Regions from separate parts of the Zea mays genome. Here region 2 is linked to region 1. A link is a contact called in public Hi-C data. All regions are on one chromosome and are shown on one strand. Each heading gives the region's core, a stretch centred on a gene start, on an enhancer-like site or on the middle of the called end of the contact. The rest is flanking DNA. Distances are from core to core; before and after follow the strand shown.

Evidence for each region. A called contact is a pair of places that touch in the nucleus more often than the background predicts.
Region 2: a contact with region 1 is called in a Hi-C map of tassel, with 2.4 times the contacts expected there. The contact joins the promoter of LOC103647426 here to the enhancer-like site in region 1. A contact is called at or near these places in 2 of 25 Hi-C or Micro-C datasets (bundle sheath and tassel).

The regions. Positions count from the first base shown.
Region 1 is chr2:185,383,400-185,389,413 of Zm-B73-REFERENCE-NAM-5.0, reverse strand. No RefSeq gene overlaps it. Among protein-coding and RNA genes, the nearest start is that of LOC103647424, 19 kb to the right of the region's middle. Within about 2 kb of position 2,448, at least 16 of the 20 cell types and tissues checked have an H3K27ac peak or open chromatin away from gene starts, as enhancers often do. A contact at or near this core is called in bundle sheath and tassel, where this site is marked.
Region 2 is chr2:185,724,517-185,730,233 of Zm-B73-REFERENCE-NAM-5.0, reverse strand. LOC103647426 (DUF868 family protein) reads left to right here and starts at 1,675. Exons shown (of 1, transcript XM_008671964.4): 1 at 1,675-3,572. The coding sequence starts at 2,125. The coding sequence ends at 3,390.

The sequences.
Region 1 (6,014 bases), core at 1,199-3,698:
TTCTTGATGAAGATGAACCTGTTGCTGCTTAGTTGTAGTCTTCTAGACTGTGATGTGGTCATCTGACATGTGCTTTCACTGCTTTGTCATTGAGTGATTGTGAGAGAGTCATTTTGTATTGTAATATACAACTGTAACAGATACAAACTTAGTGATTAAACTTTTGAGCTGGCTGCACTCTTTTTTCCTTTCTAGGGTTTCTCACAAGGGTGAGTTTTACCTAGAAAGGTTTTTAATGAGGCAGCATTGCACAAAACAGCTCATTTATTATATTTGTCTATATTTTCTGCTGTTTTTTAACTTTGGTTAAATTTCTCTATGTTTTCTGCTGTTTGGGATCTCTGACGGGCTGGTGCTGGCACGGCCCGTTTTTTTGAGCGTGCCTAGCGGGCTGGCCCGGCACGAAAAGTGGCCCAGAGGGCCGTGCCTGGACCAACGGCCAGGCACGTGGGCTCCCTAGGCACGGCCCGTTAAGCCCGTGTGCCCGGGCCGGCCCGTTAGCTGATGGGTCGTGCTTCCCCGGGCCCGTGCCGGGTCGTGCCGGGCCGGCCTGTTGGCCATCTATATCCACCTCTCCCCTTCACCCTCCCTACGTCTAGCGCCCAGCGCCCATGGTGGCTAGAGGCCCTTCCTCAACCCCGCGCGGTGGCCCCTCCTTCGGCCACGAGCGTCGCCGCTCTTCCTTGCCTCTCTCCATGAGATGTGCGGATCCGGCCTAGTCGTCGACGGGAAAGCCCGTCCCTGCTCAAGACACGTGTCGCCGCCAACAAGGCACCCCGTCGTGCCCCCAACGGCTGCTGGTGGCCGCCGGCCCTCCCCCTCACTTCCACCGGCGCACCCCCTGCCGTCGCCCCCCTCACACCGACGCACCTCTAGCCGCCAACCTTCTCCAGGTTGTAGCAGACGCCAACGTCCTTCCCCAGCCGGTCGCAACTCCCTCCCCTTCCTCTGCCTGGTCAGGCCCCTCCCCTTCGTTGTCCTCGGTCTGGCCCAGGCGATCACGCCCTCAGCGTCCGCACCCCCTCCCCCGCGCTGGCATGCCGCGTGTCCTGGGGATTGCCCCACCGCCCCTGTAGCCACAGCCATCCGCTTCTTCGGTGGCCCTCTCCCCGTCGGGCATGCTCCTCGGCCCTGCTGCAGCTGCAGCGGGTGAGTGCGACCTCGCTGCCACCACAGTTGGCATGGGTGGCCTCGACGCTACCGCGACAGGCGCCCCCCGGCCACGGCTCCCTCTCCTTCCCAGGCATCTGCTCGTGCCACTCCTCTCCATACGTGTGTCTGCCTTCCCCCATCTAGGAGCGGGTGTGGGTCTCTGTCCAACCCCCCTGCTCGCTAGCGCGGCCCACCACATGCCCCCACAACTTTTTGAGCTTTTCCCGTCACCGACGTCAAAGCCCTCCCTACCAGGTCCGGCGCAGCGCAGGCCCTGTCCGGCTGGACCCGCCCCGTTGTCCCACCCCTTCTTCATCGCCACCGCAACTGGATCTGTCGCTACCGTGGCCTTCCCGGTCAGATCCACCGTTGTTGTGGCCTTCCTGGCTAGATCTACCGTCCCTTGACTGTATCGCCGTCTTCATGGCTGGATCCGTCGCAGCCGTGGCCTTCCCGACCGGATCCGTCGTTCCCCTTCTACTTTACCACGAGTGCGACCACCCTGACCGGCGTAGACGCGCGCGCTGCCCTCGGCCTCCCTGGCGGGGCTCCTCGACGACCGGACAAACCAAGAAGCAAGAAGGTCCTCAACCTACTAGTGCTCTTTTGTTATGTCTCCCCGTCGACCGTTGACGCTCGAACGTCGACCCCTCCCAAAGAACAACCTACTGTTGCGTGTCTCCCAATCACGACCATCTCGACTTCGGCTACCTCAGCATCCATGGACTATTGTCTTCTTAAAGTCCACATCGGTCTCTGCTCCAGCCGTAACATTCGCACCCTCACAAGCTGTGTCTGCGAGGAGATTTCAGCCCTTCGACTCCTACCGTTGGCTTCTACTCCAGTCTTATCGTTTGCGGTGTCCCCATTGTGACTGGAGGGAGTGTTGGAATATAATATAAGTGAATTGTTCATCTTCTCCCATCAGCTTAAGCCTTTGTGTTGAATTGGTTGATACATACAACTTAATATGGTATCATATCTAGAGGTCTTGAGTTTAAATCCTAGTTAGCACGATTAAAATAAAATAATTATTGCTCGCTCCTATATTTCACGTTAGAGACCCAAAAGAGGCTCGACATGAGAAATATTAAAATATAATATAAATGAATTGTCCGTCTCTTTCTATCAGTTTAATCTTTTGGATAGAAGTTGTTGATGTATATAACTTAATATTCTCTCTACTCCATGTCACAATGCTCGGAGATGCTTCTCGCTCGCTCGGGGACGCCCTTAAGCGACAAATAGGATGGCGAGTAGACTGAAGTCGCAGTCGGTCATGTGGCGCTGGGCCTACGATGCCTGATGGACAGCGAGAGCCCTATCGAAACACCTGTCCACGGCCCATCGATATTGCGGCTTGGCGGTTTGCAACAATAGCGAAATGGTCACGATCTGACTTCGCTACATAAGGCCGAGCATGGTCGTGAGCCCATAACGCTAGATAGCTCTTTGATTCCAGTAGTGGGCATCGTTTTCATTGATAACGAGACGTCTATAGTATACGTGCCTTATGTGTATAAGTGTATTGTATAATCTAGAAAAAAAAGATTAATTAGCCTTCTACGAATAAAGTAGACATAGATAGTTACTTCAAAGTGAAGCTGCACGGAAGTGTGTGGACTGAACGCTCGAATCATCTCAATTCTCATGGATAAGTGAGATGCGTCATGGCACTTTCCTATGATCCATGCAAGTCAAATTATCTTAAATCTAAGGGCCCGTTTGTTTCGTTGGAATTAAATTCCATTTTAATAATTATAATTTAGATAATATATATTTGTATATTATCCTAAATCATATGAGAGAGATAGTTATATACTGCATTTATGTTATAGCGAAGCAATTAGAAGAGTGTGCTATAAGTTGTACATCGGAAAAATAGCTTGTAAATCTATAGAATCAATTTCCCTCTCTCACCCCATAAATTTGAGATAGGCTTATATGATAACTTTGGAAAGTGGTGGAATGTCACATTCTAAAAAAATAACCTATTCTATTAGTAAGATTCTAATTCCTCAAAATGAAAGGAAACAAACGGAACCTAACTGATTTTATTATAAAAGAGATAATAATAGCTATAACATAGAATAAGCATATTACGAGAATATACTCCCTCCGTCTCAAATTAGTATTTATTTTAGCTCTTGATTTTTATGTATATTTTAGCTCATGAATCTATTAAAAGGGCTAAAACAAATTTTAATTTAGGATAGAGAGAGTACCTATTTAAGATCAGGGCATTTAGCCCATTTTCTAGGGAGGGAGAGTTGGTGGTACCATGTTGCAAGTGCTCTTAATAGGAGACATGAGAGTTCCATTAAAGATTGACACTCAACTATTGAGCCATAAGAGCAAGTTTAATAACGAGCTATAAGCGAGCGGATGTCTACGTGGAGCAGAGATAAATGAAAGAGAGAGCAAGGCGGGTGTCTCACGAGGCGCTCGCTCTCAGTCGGAGTAGTACAAACACGAGTCGTGTTTCTATTGGATAAAGCATCATATTAAGGGCTTATTGGGAGGGATTCACTTTAAAAAAATTCAGCTTCGGTGTTTCAGTTTCACCATAAAACTGCTCCAACAAATTGTTGAACTGGGTTTGAGGAGCGTTTGGTTTACATATGAACTCCAGCTTTTGTAATACAATTGATTGATTTGTATGAGTTTCCTTGATTACCCTTAATGGTTAGTGGCTCTCACGAGAGAACTGAAGTGCTATGTTATGTAATCAGTGGCGTGGTGGGTAATTTTCATGCAATTTCATGACGAGGTATGAAAACTGTGTTTGTGAAGCGCCCTTTGAGGACCTTAATGAAGGGTATGTTTGGTTGGGCTGTGGCTGTAAAAAAAGCTGATGTGTGTTGTGAGCTGTGAAAAAAGCTGTTGTGGACTATGAGCTCTGAAAAGGTTAAAAATTATTTGGTGGAAATCTAAATGCCGCTAAAAGTTCTTCCACTTATATTTTCACATTTATCTGAAAGCTACTAAAAGCAGGTCCAGATATGCTTTCAGTTTTACACTGTGATAAAGTCGACTTTTAGAAAAAGTTGTTTACTGATTCCATCCCTTTGGTTTGGCTTTTGGTTTTTAGGGGACAAAAGCCAGAGCCAAAAGCTAAATCAAACACATCCTTAATAAAGGTGGCCACTAGTTTTAATTTTTTTTTAAAATCTAGAGCTCGTAGAGCTAGAGCTATTTGGATGTAAGAAGCTAGAACGAATTTGAAATTGTTGAAGTGAAGCCTTCGCAAAGGCGCTCCACATCAAGGAGCTTTGGAACCGATGGAGGGCGAACTAGTGAAGTCATCAGACTCGCTCTAATACTCGCGCGGCCAGGGCCGGCCCTGAGCCCATGCAACAGAGGCGACGGCCGAAGGCCCAAAAGTAATAGAGGCTCAATATTTTATATTTATATCACAATATAATACACTAGTTTATAATTTACAAAACTCATCCAACCAAATAATCCACACATCCATAATCTTTATTAAATCCAACAAACAAACTGCACCCATACTTAACACAACATCAAAATCAACGGTTCATATCGTTGTATAACATCATCTCTCTTGCTCACTCAAATCTAATTAACAATATCATTTGGATCATCCTTCAGCCCTCCCCTCCTCACGTCCACACCGCTGTCAACCCCTCCCCTCGTGCCACCACCGTCGTCGTTCACCCCACTCTTCCCCTTCTTAGGAACGTAGCATTAGCACGGGCTATATACTAGTAGTAAAATAGTATAGATAGCTAACAAGCCGGTAGGGCTGTGCACATGAACCACGCGACACGTGTTGCCCACTGCCCAGTCATCACGCTCACATCGTCGCGCGTCTGTGCGACCATACCCTCCACGTGATCGCCGTTTGTCATCTCATCAATTCAGTCCTCCAGGATTCGAGGGCGCTGGGCGCCACTGCTCCAGCCTCCAGGCATGCACGGTCGAGCAATCAGGATTCTTGTCATTCTATTGCCGTCGTTATTATTCCTCAACTTGCGAAGTGCTAATCTGCACCGATGTATATTATCTAACGTCTTAGATATTTTAAAAACCAATTTCAATACACATAATCATTTATATATAAAGTACTAATCTACTTCGCTGCATATCATAGAATTTTTTATATATTCTAGAGGGTCTACCATGATCAGTTCGTCTGTGGCCTCAAAATCATAAAACCGGGTCTGCGCGCGGCCCGTGACAAAGCAAGCCTAACCCTATTACCCATGAAACCAGCGGTACCACCAGCGCAGCAGGTTGGGACACCGGCGGTGTCGCACTGCAATTCGTCGGGGCCAGCCAAAATGCCAAATAGCCATGGTCCCATGTACAGCGACATGTCCGATTGTCATTTGAGCCTAAATTGACTGGACGTAGATAGATGGCGTGGTAGACTCGCTGCGGAGTACCTCGATCAGCTGTCAGATCGCCGGGCGAAACGCCAATGCTGGCATTCAGTTCAGCTGTACGTAGACCTCTCTCTCCGCTCCTACAAGTCGCGTGTGTGTATAATTGGGGAAAAGGCCAACAAAAGGTGCAACCTTTCCTTAACGACTTCAATCCGTTTGCGTGTTAACTGACATATAATGATAACTAGGTGAATGCCCGTGCGTTGCAACGGAACCGTATAATAACACGATAACTTATGTACATATGTGTTATAGTTGTATGCCCGTGCGTTGCCACGGAAGTCAAAATTTATTACTCCCTATGTTCTAAAATAGTAATCATTTTAGAAAATTAGTGAATTCAAACAATAGTGATGTATATGTTTTATAGTTAGATACTCGTGCGTTGCTATGGTTTCTATATATGTCACACAGATAGATATTATAGCCTTTGATGATTCATTCACGCAC
Region 2 (5,717 bases), core at 426-2,925, 340 kb before region 1:
GTTGTTCCTGCGATTGGACGTGTGAGGGGCGAGGGAGGGAGGGAGGGAGGTACTAGCAGGGCAGCGCGTACGGCCGACTTGCAGTTCTGGAACGATGACCGTACGGCGACAAGGTCCAAGTCACCGGCACCGCCCGGGCTGGCAATGAAATGATCCACAAGACGGCTGCGGCATCCGAGCCATGTCAAACTGGCAATCCAGGGACCGGGTTCGGTTGAAACCACGGACGGCACGCGCCACCACCCACGTTGACGGCGATGGTCGTCTCGCGTTTTCCGTGGCGGTGGGTCGTAGCTGGTGCGGCGGTGGTGCCTTTCGTCTCCTCCTCTGACTCTCACCCGCCGGTCCGGTCTGGTTCGAAGAAGAATCAGCGCTGAATTTAGCTGCGCGCGCGGCTAATGCCACTCGGCGCTAGGAAGTGGAGCACGTACGATGAGGTCTGCTATCCACTCCAAGTCCTATACCATGCATGCTGCGCATGATGAGGTCTCCTCGCCTCGCAACTCGCATGATGGAGCCTTGGCGAGCAAAAGGGGGCGGAGTACGTGCCCTTTGTAGTAGTCGTGCCAGAGTACTGGAGTTGACCAAACTTGGAGTCATCCAACTCCAATCTTCCTATCTCAACCAAAAAAAAACCCCTTCACCGATCAAGGTCTACTATTCTTTAGTTGAACAGAAACGGAAGTGGAATAGTCGAACGATCCACTATAGTTCATGTAAATAGGATAAATATTCACGAAATTGCCGGGAAATGACTACGACAACACTCGTCACACACTCTTGTACAACTCTTTAAGTTGTCTCATAGAGCTAGTCTCTCGTAATCACAGCTACAGGGATGGCAGACACATAAAATCATACTCATACCATTAAAAATCCCTTAATACTTATACCTATATCCACTACCCATCGTAAGTATAAAGTCATACCTATATTCACCACGGGTAGTGGTTACCTAACGGGTACCTATAACCTCTAACATTATAGTAGACATGATCATTTAAATCGCAAAAGTATCAAATACAAATTGTTGAAACCCCAAACCTCATCAATATTGAAAAGATGTTAAAATAACATAGTATCTTTATGCTAGCATGGAAAATTCTTTGAACCCAACACAATTTTATCACAAAGGTCAACAACACTTAGCATTGATGGTAACCACCATAGAAGCCCATGCATAAAAGAGAACAAGCCCCTTAATCCGAACCTACATATCATATGTTAGCGGGTTTTCTATCGGATAGCAGATATGGAGCAAAAAAGAACATACAATGTGCACCATACCCGATGGATATAACAAAAGACCTAATAAAATACCCATAGTTATCAAAATTCGCCATACTCGTACTCTATTATCCAGCAAGGCTGCATCGGATTTCGGGTACCCATTACCATCCCTGTTCGGACCTGCATTTGGATTTCCCAGATCGAGCTCTAATATTTTTTTCCACTCCAAGAAGCAACGCCTAATTAATAAACGACACTTAGGGGGTGTTTGGTTTCTAGGGACTAATGTTTAGTCCCTTCATTTTATTCCTTTTTAGTGTATAAATTGCTAAATATAGAAACTAAAATAAAGTTTTAGTTTCTATATTTGGTAATTTTGGAACTAAAATGGAATAAAATCTAGGGACTAAACATTAGTCCCTAGAAACCAAACACCCCCTTACCGTTGCCATCAACGCCTAATATTGATTGCACGAACCAACCACCAGGGTTCCTTCGCGTTCGTGAACAATAATGCGTTTGACATCATGCACGCGCGCGCCGGTAATATGAACGCGGCTCTATTCGCGCCCTTGTTAACCAAAACAACGAACGGTAGTCCCAGTCCCAGACTCCCACCGCAGTACCGCACAGCACTGGGCACAGCACTGCACCTCACCTCACCGCACAAAAGTGTCGCGAGCTGGGTCCAGTCCAACGCACCGCCGAGGCCGAGCCATAGCGACACCCCCGCCCCACCTCGTCAGAGTTATATGTAACCTCTGCGCGAGGGCGAACTAACCGTACCGGGAGTCCGGGAAAAAAAAAACGAAAAATATTGCCATTCACACCTCCACTCCATTCCAAGTGCAGAGGGGACCGAGGGACGAAGAAGGGCCAGAAGGAGAAGGCGCGATGCCCGACGCGATACCGGCCTGCTTCCGCCGCGTCGCGGCAGCACCCGGCGGGCGGGCGTCGCCGGGGTCGGGGCCCGGCTCCGGGGTGGGGACGAGCCTGGCCACGTCCGTCTACACCACGCGGCTCGGTCTCGCCGCGCTGACCTGGTCGCGCGCCGCGCTCGGGCTCAGCCTCCGCGCGGTGCTCCGCGTGTCCGCGGGGCCCGCGCCGTCTCCCTCGGCGTCCGACTACGGCGACGGCGAGGTGGAGTACGGGGGCGCCGAGAAGGGCGACGGCGAGGGGGAGCAGGACGCGACGGTGGCCGTGCGCTTGCGGCCGTGGCTGCTGTGGCGGCGGCGCGGGTCCAAGCGCTTCCGCGCGCGGGGCCGCCGCGTGGACCTGGCCTGGGACCTGTCGCGCGCGCGCTTCGCGGCCTCGGGCTCCCCGGAGCCCGTGTCGGGGTACTTCGTCGCCGTCGTGGTGGACGGCGAGATGGCGGTCGCCGCCGGGGACATGGCGGAGGAGGCCTACAGGAAGACCAGGGCGCGCCGCCCGCCCGGCCCCGGCTCCGGCCCTGGTCCCGCCCTCGTCTCGCGCCGCGAGCACGTGTCCATGCGCGACGGGGCCGGCGGCGGACACCGGACCTGCGTCGTCGTGCGCGGCAGGGAGCGGGAGATCGCGGTGGATCTCGTCTCGCGCGCGCAGGGCCAGGGCCAGGGGCGGGAGCGGGACAGGGCCGAGGTCGGCATGTCGGTCTCCGTCGACGGCGATCGCGTGCTCCACGTCCGCCGCCTGCGCTGGAAGTTCCGCGGCACCGAGAAGCTGGACCTCGGCGCCGGCGACCGCGTCCTCGTCTCCTGGGACCTTCACGACTGGCTCTTCCCCGCGCGCGACGCCTCGCCACCCGCCGCCACGGCTCCGCCCGCGCACGCCGTCTTCGTCTTCCGCTTCGAGCTCGCCGGCCGCGACGGCGAGGAGCGTGACCCGGCCGACGCCAGGGAGAAGGAGGTGCTCCAAGTCGGAGGCGGCTTGGCGGGGTACGTCGACGGTAGGAGGTGGGGGAGAGGGGACTGGAGCGAGAGCAGCAGCAGCGGTGAGAAGCGGAGGACGAGGGGCCAGGCGAGCAGGCTGGCAAAGGCGAGCTCCTCCTCGTCGGCGTCAGTGGCTTCCTCCTCCGCGTCGTGGGCGAGCGGCTCCACCGTCATGGACTGGGGCAGCCCCGAGGAGGCCGAGCTGCAGAGCGGCGACGGCTTCTCCCTCCTCGTCTACGCCTGGAAGAACTAGCGTGCTTGGGCCTTGGGCTAGCGGCGGCCAAAGGGGCTTGCCCGGCATTGTTTCGATTGATGATTGGTTCACAGTTCAGTGAGGATTTCTCTTCCCATTGTTGTTGTAAGTTGCAGTTGTTCAGCGAGCAATGTTCTTGTGCAGCTTTGAGTGCTCCACTGACCAAAGCCATTTCTACCCAATTCCTTCCATTGACGACTAGTACTCAATTACTCATTGGTCTGCAAACAGTAGGTGGCAAATCGCTAACTGATTTGGAGCTAAACAAGTGATCGAGTAACTAGATCTCTTGACTTAGAAAGAAAAAAAAAACCAGCTTCTGCGCCTTGTTTCCCATGCCTCCCGTGACGGAAAATAGCTGAAAAGATTGGGTTGCTCGGCTATTACTGGGAACCGCGAGCTTAATTCCCAATCATGGGCAGATAGGTGCCAAAAAGCCTCTGGTTGTTTTGTTTGGATGGCGACGCGGACATGCTGGTTGCTCCGCTGGGATCGATCGAGTGGCTCAAGTCTGGTGGTTAAGGCCTGCTTAAACAATGACAAGTTTGGGGCTTGCCATGAGTGCTGCGTCCAAAACAAATGCGTTATGGGTGCAAAGTCTTGGTAGGCTGTCACGGGGCATCATCAGCAACTGGCTGATGTTGTTTTGAAGCGCGCTCGTAGTGGAGGTTGTTTTAAATCGAGGCAATTGCAAACCATGTAGTTGAACCCAGCTGGACGACGTCATCAGCACGGCATCCCCGTCGGTAGTAGGCCCGGATCCAGGCGCTGCGTTTTTGGCAGCGGTGCTGCTTGAGCGTTAGGCTATCTGCACTCATACTACTCTAAATTTCTACCCTAAAAAGAATATTCTGTCCTGGTCAGCAAAATTCTTTACTCTATATCACAATCCTCCGCACTCATGTTTACTCTATACCATATATTCTATTATTTCTCTCTCCTGGTGCCCCGCCTCTGGTCCCACAACCTTTGCTGCCTCCGGCCCCGCCTCTCTCCTGGTGCACGGAGCAGACGTATGCAGTAGACGTTGCTGCAACTCTACATTTAAGGTTTCTGGTTTGCTTGCTTGCCTTAGCGTACCGGTCCCAGTACACGGCTGCAGCACTCGCGTTAACTCTATCCGCATAGCGTACCGGTTCCAGTCATTCACTGCGGCTAGCCTTAGCATTGAGAGTTGAGACGGGAAGGAAGTGCGTAACGCGGATGCCGCCGAAGCAAACAAAACTGCCATGTCCAAATCCATCCCCCCTTTGCATACGGTCGTGGGTAGGGCTGGAAAAAAAGCTCGAGCTCGACGAGCTGGCTCGGGCTCGCAGCAGCTCGGCTCGGCTCGGACCGGCTCGACGCTCCGAACGAGCCCGAGCCGAGCCTGTTTTTCTGGCTCGTGAAAAGAGCGAGCCAGCTCGGCTCGGCTCGGTGCAGCTCGCGAGCTGGCTCGTGGCTCGACCCAACAACAATTTGTTACATAAAATCTTAATTAGCATATAATATTAATACCGAGTAGACAATTAATTTATGTTATTTGAGATTACTATACAAAAATAATCTATTTTATACATTATATTAGTGATATATCTATTTTACTAATTTAAAATATGTTATTTAAAATATTTTTAAGATTTTATATTATAATTTAGAGAGCAGATTTAATTTTATGCCTAGGCTCGTTGGCTCGGCGAGCCGGCTCGCGAGCCAGGAACAAGCCGAGCCGAGCCGAGCTCGGCTCGTTACATGAGCGAGCCGCAGCGAGCCGAGCCGAGCTCGGCTCGTTTCCACCCCTACCTCGTGGGTGGAAGTGGAATGGAGCGTTAGTACTCGAAGCGTCCACCGCACGTTCCCTGTAGCTGATGAAGCAACGGGGCCGTGCCGGCGATCCAGGTTGGGACTTGGGACAGCCGAACGGGTGATGTGCCTGGGCGAGCACCTGGCACGTGCAACAATAATAACACATTTGACGCTTTCGCACGAGATGCCGTCATCAGAGACGGCGACGATGGCGCCGCAATCTGCGGTCCGGCGGGGAAGGGACGGGTCCGTCACCGTCAGGTCACTCGCGCGGTGCATTTCCCGTGGGCGCTCGCTGAATCCCGTGTGCGCACTTGGGGCCCCCGGCATTCCCGAAGCGCACGGCCGGATGGGACGGCACCGGGGACACACCACACCTGCATGTGGACGGGGCCCTGTAGTGCCGGGCGTGGACGATGCTTGCTTGCTTTTGCTAGACGGGTTCGTCCTCTAGCGAGTGGCACCACGTTCCTGCCTTAGTTCCTGGTGTGGTGTCCCCTATCTCGGAAGTCGGAGTAGGAGATGGGATGCCTCGTCAATCA